Linked DNA regions of Zea mays: regions 1 and 3 are each linked to region 2. Evidence: chromatin contacts called from public Hi-C data. All regions are on one chromosome and are shown on one strand. The core of a region is the stretch at or near the end of the contact, and the rest is flanking DNA. Distances in the headings are between cores, read along the strand shown.

Region 1 (2,700 bases), core at 129-2,628, 530 kb before region 2:
AAGATAATCAGATCCTCCATCCCTCAACTCCAAGGCCTCATATATCACATCATCTGAAAAATATTCTATTTAGTAGTGGGGCAGCATAATAGAAGTTCAAAAGTCAAGGCTGTCTTCTGCTTCATTAAGAGATCCACACGCTGGTGATGGTTCTGCTGGCATGTTTCTAAACACCCTTAGGCTCTGCTTGATTCTAGACACCCCGAGCATAGAGATTTCAGAGAAGCACTTCAATTGGCGCAGTAAAAAAGACAGCAGGTTCCAAACAGTCGCCGGTCAGGGAGGCGACGCATCAAACAAATCTAGCAAAAAAAAAAAAAAGGAACAATTGGATCTATACCATTAAAAGATCCAAACTTTAGATATATACCATGGACCCCACATGTCATTGACTCATGTGGACCCACATGTAAGTGAGATAGTAATGGTATGGATCCAAAGTGGTGATCTTTTAATGGTATGATCCAAATTTCCCAAAAAAAAAAAAAAGGCACACGCGCAGTCCTAGAAAATTCAACTTCCACAACGAACGTATCCCTCGACACTCCAAGATCAAGCAAACCAAGCAGTGGTTCAGGAACAGAGCACTCAAAAAACGTACCGGTGGATGCGCCGCTGCGCGCTGGGCACGGCCCCCCTCGCGAAGCTGCCGTCGCTGAGGCCCACGTCCACCTGCGCCGGAGGCTATTTGTTGAAGATGCAGCGGAGGGATGGTGTGACTGGGGCCCCACCTAGCGTCGTCATTGTTCGGTTGGCCCGGTTTGGGAAGGCTTTATTTAAAAATCCTTATTTTGCTGTTAAAAAGTTATAAAGAAATATATCCTATGTAATTACTCGTTTGATTGCACATTTACATCAATATGATAAATTTTTTTGCATAGTATATGCTCTCATAAAAATAAGCAACGATTCTAATATTATTCAGGTATATGTTTAATTTAAACCTTAAACCCTAAACGACTCAATATGTTTTGGAATCAAACTTTATATCAACCATCACTAAACCGCGAGTTGTTCTAACTCATATATATAATCATGGATTACAAGTTTGGGTCATACACGAGGCACAAATGGCATGTTTGGTTCGGTCTTCAACGCCTACGATGGAAATGCCTCGCAGGCATGTGCTTGGGAGGCTGCAATCCAAACGTGCCCAAAGTACGAATGTGTGAATCAGAGAAATTTCTATCGTTGGATAGTTAGAAGAAGGTGAAAAAAGAGATAAAATTTTAGCTCTTTAATATCATTATTATCATAGGTATATGATAGGTACATATAAATATGGATTTAGGGATGAAGATCACATGTTAGGTAGGCATGGGAAAAGGAGAAGGGCCAAGTGGCACTTTTGCATCGCCGCCTTGTCCACCATATGGCATTCCGTCTGGTCTAGTCCAATCAAACGACGAAAGTGTTACAATAGTTGTGATCAGTCCCCTTCATGGGATGCGATAGTTTCTCCCAAGGGATACATCCATTGGGGAGGCACTGGTTCGCTTGTATATAAGCACTGTCTTCCCTGCAATAAAGAAGATGTCTGTCATTCTCTCTATTCTCTGCGTCTCATTTTCACTACGCTTCAACAGAAAGAAAACTTCTCGTCTAGAAAAAAGCTGATGCACTTGGCACCGTATACATAGGTGACGTGACGAAAAGAAAATGGTTAGACTGTCTTTAAACGTATTAGTCGGTTACCCGTGCATTGCGACGGTTCACAACAATATCCACGTAAATTATCCACAAAAAGTTTTTAAGATTTTTTATTGATTTTCTCCGCTCTTCGTATAATATTTTATGAACGCACGAGTACCATAGACAGCAAATCAGAGATCCTATCCCTCGTTTCCCCCACTTCCAAGATTTCGTAGAGCAAGAGGGGAAGGGAAGAGACGGACATACCTGTTTGTTGCCGAAGAAGGACACGACGAAGACCTAGACATCTGGAGGCGACATAGTATACATATGTATAATTTATATTCAATATTATAAACACCTGAGCATGATGTTCTACAGGTTAGACAACTTTATTTAGTGTCTCTCACCCTTCTTCCATCAGGGTGTGGGTTCAGACCCCAACTCCTCCACCGCTTTTTAACATAACTCACCTTCTGTACCGCTTTTTAATATTTTACGCTGAGTTGATTTAGAAGGAATGTAGGGACTTTTTTGTAAAAAGATGATCGTTGAAACTGGTGCTTTAAGTATAGTACAGAAATATATATAAAAAACACTAGAAATGGCCAGCTAATCGCCTTTTGGTTTAGCTTTTTCTGAAGAGCTTTTCTAAGAATTTAGCTCCGGGAAGAATTTGGGTGTAGAGAGAAGTTGAGTACCGTGGAGATTACGTGCGGAATAAAATAAAAGAGCTAATAGGGTTTAGGATGTAGAAAGTGATGGTTTCCTACTATCACAACAACTCGGCCACATTGATTTTGGACGGTTTTGGCTAAAGTGATTCTTATAGAAGTGGGCTGAAAAACTGAATGTTTGACACTATACATCATCTTCTGATGGGCAAAAAAGTTGAAACAAATGGGGGTCTAACATTGTCGGGGACCATAATTAGGGGTACCCCCAACACTTCTAAACTCGGCTGGTAATCACCATCATCACAAGCTGCAGGGCCTGATGGCCGCAATTCAGGTCAAGGCTCCGTCCACTCAAGGGACACGATCTCGCCTCGCCCGAGCCCAGCCTCGG
Region 2 (2,700 bases), core at 122-2,621:
TTCAAACCTATTCGAATAGTCCGTGTCCACTGGTATGGACGAGTCTGGTGTGGTATGACAATTAGTGTTTATGACCTCCGCGAACAGGGAAATGTGTGAGTGGGTGTTTTTGGAAATGAAAACAATGCCACGGGAGCAGGAAGCTCAGTGGTGGTTGAGTGTGAAAATGTGCTACTTCTCCCTTTGGGGAAAACCATCAAAGTATTGCCTTTTTCTGAAAAAGAAGAGTGACTTCAGCTCCACCATATAAAGCATGTATTATATAGGCCCCTCTCTCTTTACGGGCGGGATGGGCTTGCGGAATACCTAGTGTATTGACCCAGATTTATTCATGTTTTTCAGCAGCCGAAGACTTCTTTTCTGCTATGCTCGACTAGAAGGGGCTATGTCTGCACCCAGTCTACCTGTGGCTTGGGCTAGTTGAGCTTCCACTGTGCTTTGTATTTCGGGCTCGCTAGAACTTGTACTCTGGTATTGTAATAACTTTTATTCGGACTCTGTACTATTTGAAGTAAGAAATGTGGTTACTAGCCTACTGGGACTAGTAATTATATCACATTTGAATCCCAACGGATCGGGACGCTTCACGTATGTTCTCACTTTCGTTTTTGTCCTGGATCCGCCACTGATTGCCAACTTATTTATTTATCAAATACAGGACCTGCATAAACTTGTTCATCAAATGCTGATAGCAAGTGAAGGACGATCATCTTTCTTCTGCCATAGCGATGTGCGTGCGTTTATGGGGTGGTAATGGATCACGATCCAAATACTTATTCACAAAATGGTAGGGTTCTAAATAAAATTTAGCAGAAATAAATATAAATAGGGTCCGAAACTAATTCGATCCGATTCTTAAATATTATAGTGTAAAATTTAGAGTCAATTTTCATCCCTACGTGCGTTCTTCGAAAAAAAAAGTTCACTACAACACCTGCAAAAGGGAATCTCATAAAAGTAACCGCAATTTTCGAACCATTCTCCCTCCATTCAAACCGCTCCAAGGCTGATCAAATCCCAGGATGAAAAGGGCCTGGACCCATAAAGAATGCAACAGTCGTGGCAAGGCTGATCAGACCTCTCTTTCCCCCACTCCCACTCCCAGTCCCAACTCCCAGGTCCCAAACCCGCAGGAAAACGTTCCCAGCCAAATTCAAATGAGGCCCGCTAACCGGAGGTCCCCAGTTTCCGGGCCCACCTGCATACGCAGCCACCAGCCACCCGTCTACACGGGTACATGCCTCGGCCGCACGGAACAGGGCAGTCGGCGGATCCCACATTCCCACCCACGTCACTGTCCGGTGGGACCTACGCATCGCTAGCCCAGAATGAGATGACTGGGGTCTGCGCCGACGTGGCAAGCTCCGGGGGACGCAGGCCGCGACACAGCTCACTCCGCTCCACCCACCCACCCAGCTCTGCCTTCGTCCTCCCCGTCCCGTCCTAGCTAGGCTCTTCAGTCTTCCCCCACACCAACTCGCTCGCCGGCCAAGCTTCCTTCTCATCCTCTCTCTCTCGCTGTCGCTGGGCCCCGCGGCGCCCTCCCCCTCCCCGCATTTAATCCTCGGGCGTCCGTGCTCCCCCGGTCCGCTCACGCCCCGCCCGTGATCTCGGCCGCCGTCTCCCACTCTGTCTCACCGCACGAGCCCCGCGTGGTGGTGGTGGTGGCGCTAAATGGCGAGCAGCGGGGTGAGGAACGGCGTGGGGCCCAGGATGAGCGCGAAACCGGACCGTCAGGGCGCCGGCGCCACGCCCAAGACGGCCGCGGGGAAGCACCGCGTCTCCTCGGCGGGCGGCGCCGGCGCGTACCGCCGGACCAGCTCCGGCCCGCTCCCCGCGGCGGCGGGCGGCCGCGCGGCGTCGGACGGAGGTGGGTTGCTTTGCTCGCTCTGGCTCCGGTCCTGCGGAGCGGGATCCGGATTTGGATTTGGATTTTGGTTCTGCGGGGTTTGAGTGGGTTTGTGCATCCGGAGCTCCTCTGATCTGCGTTTGGATGGCCTCGCCTCCTCCGAGTCGCTGCTGCTCAATCTGCTGCTTCGACTCACGCCAATTTTCTAGGGATTTGATTTTTACTATTTTCATTGACGTACATTTAGCCATTTCGATGGCTAATGTTAGTACTACCATTTTGATGGCTAGTGCTGTGCCGTAGCGCGATCGACCTGTCGAGTTCATTCAATTCCGGGTTTGCTAGTTGAGCAATCTGCGTCCGTTGGTGATGTGGTGCAAGTGTGTAACGTACGTTACGTATCTGCAGAGGCAGCAGAGCAGTCGCACCGTTTCGGAACTGACGGTGTGCGATTCATTTCTTTTACAGTACTTTTCCATATTGGAGTGGTGTATTGTTTTGGTCACGCCACTATCGCGCGTTTCATATTTTTGTTGTTGCATAAATGTCGTGCGCTACCCACCACAGCCAACCATCTCATTTAAAGCTGCGAAACTGATACAGCTGTTGAGGATAATGAAGAGCCACAGTTGGTAAATGTGTCTTCCTGCTGGTTCTGTATGCATCTCGTGGTTAGTTTACCTTGCATAGGACGACACCAAGTGAATATTACTATGTGTAGAATTAGTGAGTTACAAATTGTCCTGTTTAGAAGCAACCTAGTTTTTAAGAAACCAGTTTTTATTTTTTAGTTAACAGAGACCAGCTTCTTAGTTTTTAAGAAACTGAGAATTTAATTCCTTTAAACTGAG
Region 3 (2,700 bases), core at 170-2,669, 560 kb before region 2:
TGTTCTCGTCGGATCTATTATTGGTAGAGACCGATCTAATTGTCGTGTTTTTCATAGGGGACGTTCACTGACCAGGACACAAGCTTCTCAAATAAGCAAGCCAAGCTACTCAAGACGCAGAAGTTCGCGTCCGACCATCTGGCCACTTCGTTCTTTCACTCATACTATTTGTTTCTCAATTTGGATGTAATGAGTGCACAATACTTTAGGGATATATAGCTGTTGTCTGCAAGGGCTTCCTCTGATCTAGCGGTTTTGTGCTTGGTAGGTGGATACGTCAAGATCAAAGGTCAAGTTGAACGTGATGAAGCCCTGGATTGCCAAGTGAGTCACTGATCTACTTGGGTGACGTATGTTTCTGATCCATGCAGAGGTAGTTACATTTTTATTGTTTGATATGATACTCTAAAGGTAAGAGTAAGTATGCATTTCAGTAAGCATGTTAAGCATTAGAGGATAAATTTGTTGTATTTGGTATTTCAGGAATGATCTTGTTGGCGTACTTGCGTTTTTCTGTCTTACTAAACTTGGATAAAATTGTTAAGCCATCACCATAAATGCATTTGCATGTGTTACCTATGGAATCTCAATAATGATTTTGGTTAGGGCATCAGATCTACACCATCTTCTTCCTCCCAAGTCCTAAACCAAAACATTGGCTATATTTAATTCGAGCATAGGGGCTCCTTTTCAACTTTTTTTTTGATCTTTTGGCTAAAATCAAGTGTAATATTTGTTTTACCAGTTCAATATCTAGTATATGAATAATATGTTCACTTTGACATTAAATTTATCTATTATGTGTATTTTTATGTGGAGGGTCCATTAAAATTGTATGTCGCTTAGTCACCTAATCAATATATTCAAATATAGTTAGGTACCATCACAACTCACGGGTATTAGACTAGTCCTCTTATAATCCCTACTTAGGGTAAGTAATCCTATGTGCCATTTCAAATAAGACATTTAATTATTTATATAGTACGTTTTTACTTCTTGGATTTAACAACAGAAGTTTCCACACTAATTTTAGTGATAGTTTTGGCAACTCAAATCTCTTTAAAAATTGAAGGAGATTAGAAAAATTGTACTTTATGCTAGTTTAGAAACTTAAATCCTCTATAGAATTAGAGGAGGCAAAAACTAATATATAATCAGGTCTTATGTGTGAGCGTGCAAATGAGGTTTCTGATTCGTTAGATTATGATCTAACCATGTATCACATTTAACATTTAAACTCTTTTACCACCCGCTCGAGTAGATTTAAAAAACCTCCTAACAAACCACAATCATGTCTACAATTAAATTATGATTTAACAGATTAAGAAACTCACTTGCACGCTTGCGTATAAGGTCTGATTGTATATTAATTGTTGCCGTTAGTATATAATTTGAGGTCCAAACTACACGACTAACGGAATCGGAGGGGATTGAGATGGCATGGGCCGTAGCCGAAATTGGAAGAAGCCCTCCGCAGTAAACTACGCATCTGGCTGACCCCACCCGCTCGCCTCCCACCCACGCGTTCCAGCTCACCGCCCACGACCACCTCGCCGGCGGCCGCAGCGGCGCCACGGTGCTCGGCTAGGGTTCCGCTTCACCCCCCTACCCCCCTAACGAAAGCGAGAGTGTGGCATCCGCGCCCGCCCGGAGGGGCAAGTCGGAGATGGTGTTCGTGTGGCTCACCGCGTTCTTCCTCGTCGTCGCACTCATCGTGCTTGTCATCTACCAGGTCAGTGCCGCCCCCGTGCTCCGAAATCCCTAGCCTCGCCTGGTCCCGGTAGGATCTTTCTGTGCCCGATTACGCAGCGAAAAATTGACGCGGCTGTTACAAGTATCTGGGTTCCGGACTCACACGTCGTCTCTTGGGGCTTCGGGGGTGCCAATTTGGTCGGTGCGGTGGAGAAGGGCTCAGTATCTGGTTTTGGTCGCGATGCTGCGTTCTAGTGAATGCTGATGCCCGGCCCGGTGCATTTACTTTAGTTCTGTGCCGTTTATACGTTGTAAATCTGTGACCTTTTGCTGGAAGGAATTCGGATGTTCTTTTCCTCATCCTTTTAACTGACAAGCATACCTGTCCTTAAACTGTCACTGACCGTCTAGTTCTTCCGTTTCTCATTGCAGCTGATGTGCTTGGCGGATCTAGAGTTCGATTATATCAACCCATTCGATTCATCCTCTCGAATAAACAAGGTCGTGATGCCAGAATTTGTGTTACAAGCACTTCTCAGCGTGCTGTTCCTCTTATCTGGCCATTGGGCGATGCTGTTACTTTCTCTCCCAATGGTGTACTACAATTATACGCTGTAAGTGCTGCCTGTCCTGTGACTACCTTTTAAAGCAACTAGGAATACGATTCTGTAGGCTCTGATTATTGTGAAGTCAGGGGAATGGCAGCTTGTTAATTCTACATCGTTACTAAATTATCGATCTGATATGGATAGAGTAAACATGCAATTGAAAGTTGGAAAGTGTACTGTGCTGGCTACTCATACTAAGAATCGGAAGAAAAGGAGGAAATAGGTGCTGCCAACTGACTTAACTGTTTTTTTAGCTTCTGGGTCACAAATTGCTGGATTGAAATAAATCATGTATTAAGGGTTTGTCTCTCCTGCGTTTAGCTCTTTTCTTTGTATTTTACACATGACATAATTACATGATTAAGTTGGTATAATAGTATAATATATAACAGATCTTTTT

The links. Hi-C and Micro-C count contacts between places; a contact is called where the count stands out from the background.
Region 1: a Hi-C map of tassel shows a contact between it and region 2, with 2.9 times the contacts expected there. The contact joins the promoter of LOC103631112 here to the promoter of LOC100501407 in region 2. A contact is called at or near these places in 2 of 25 Hi-C or Micro-C datasets (tassel and an unstated tissue).
Region 3: a Hi-C map of ear shows a contact between it and region 2, with 2.0 times the contacts expected there. The contact joins the promoter of LOC100282395 here to the promoter of LOC100501407 in region 2. A contact is called at or near these places in 3 of 25 Hi-C or Micro-C datasets (ear and leaf).

The regions. Positions count from the first base shown.
Region 1 is chr6:77,666,319-77,669,018 of Zm-B73-REFERENCE-NAM-5.0, forward strand. It overlaps LOC103631112 (enolase 1-like), which reads right to left and starts at 1,379. Exons shown (of 17, transcript XM_008652108.1): 1 at 1,347-1,379; 2 at 602-731; 3 at 1-53. The coding sequence starts at 1,379.
Region 2 is chr6:78,201,141-78,203,840 of Zm-B73-REFERENCE-NAM-5.0, forward strand. It overlaps LOC100501407 (kinesin-like protein KIN-UB), which reads left to right and starts at 1,372. Exons shown (of 19, transcript XM_020539262.2): 1 at 1,372-1,870. The coding sequence starts at 1,675.
Region 3 is chr6:77,641,222-77,643,921 of Zm-B73-REFERENCE-NAM-5.0, forward strand. LOC100282395 reads left to right here and starts at 1,420. Exons shown (of 5, transcript NM_001155306.2): 1 at 1,420-1,732; 2 at 2,125-2,306. The coding sequence starts at 1,667.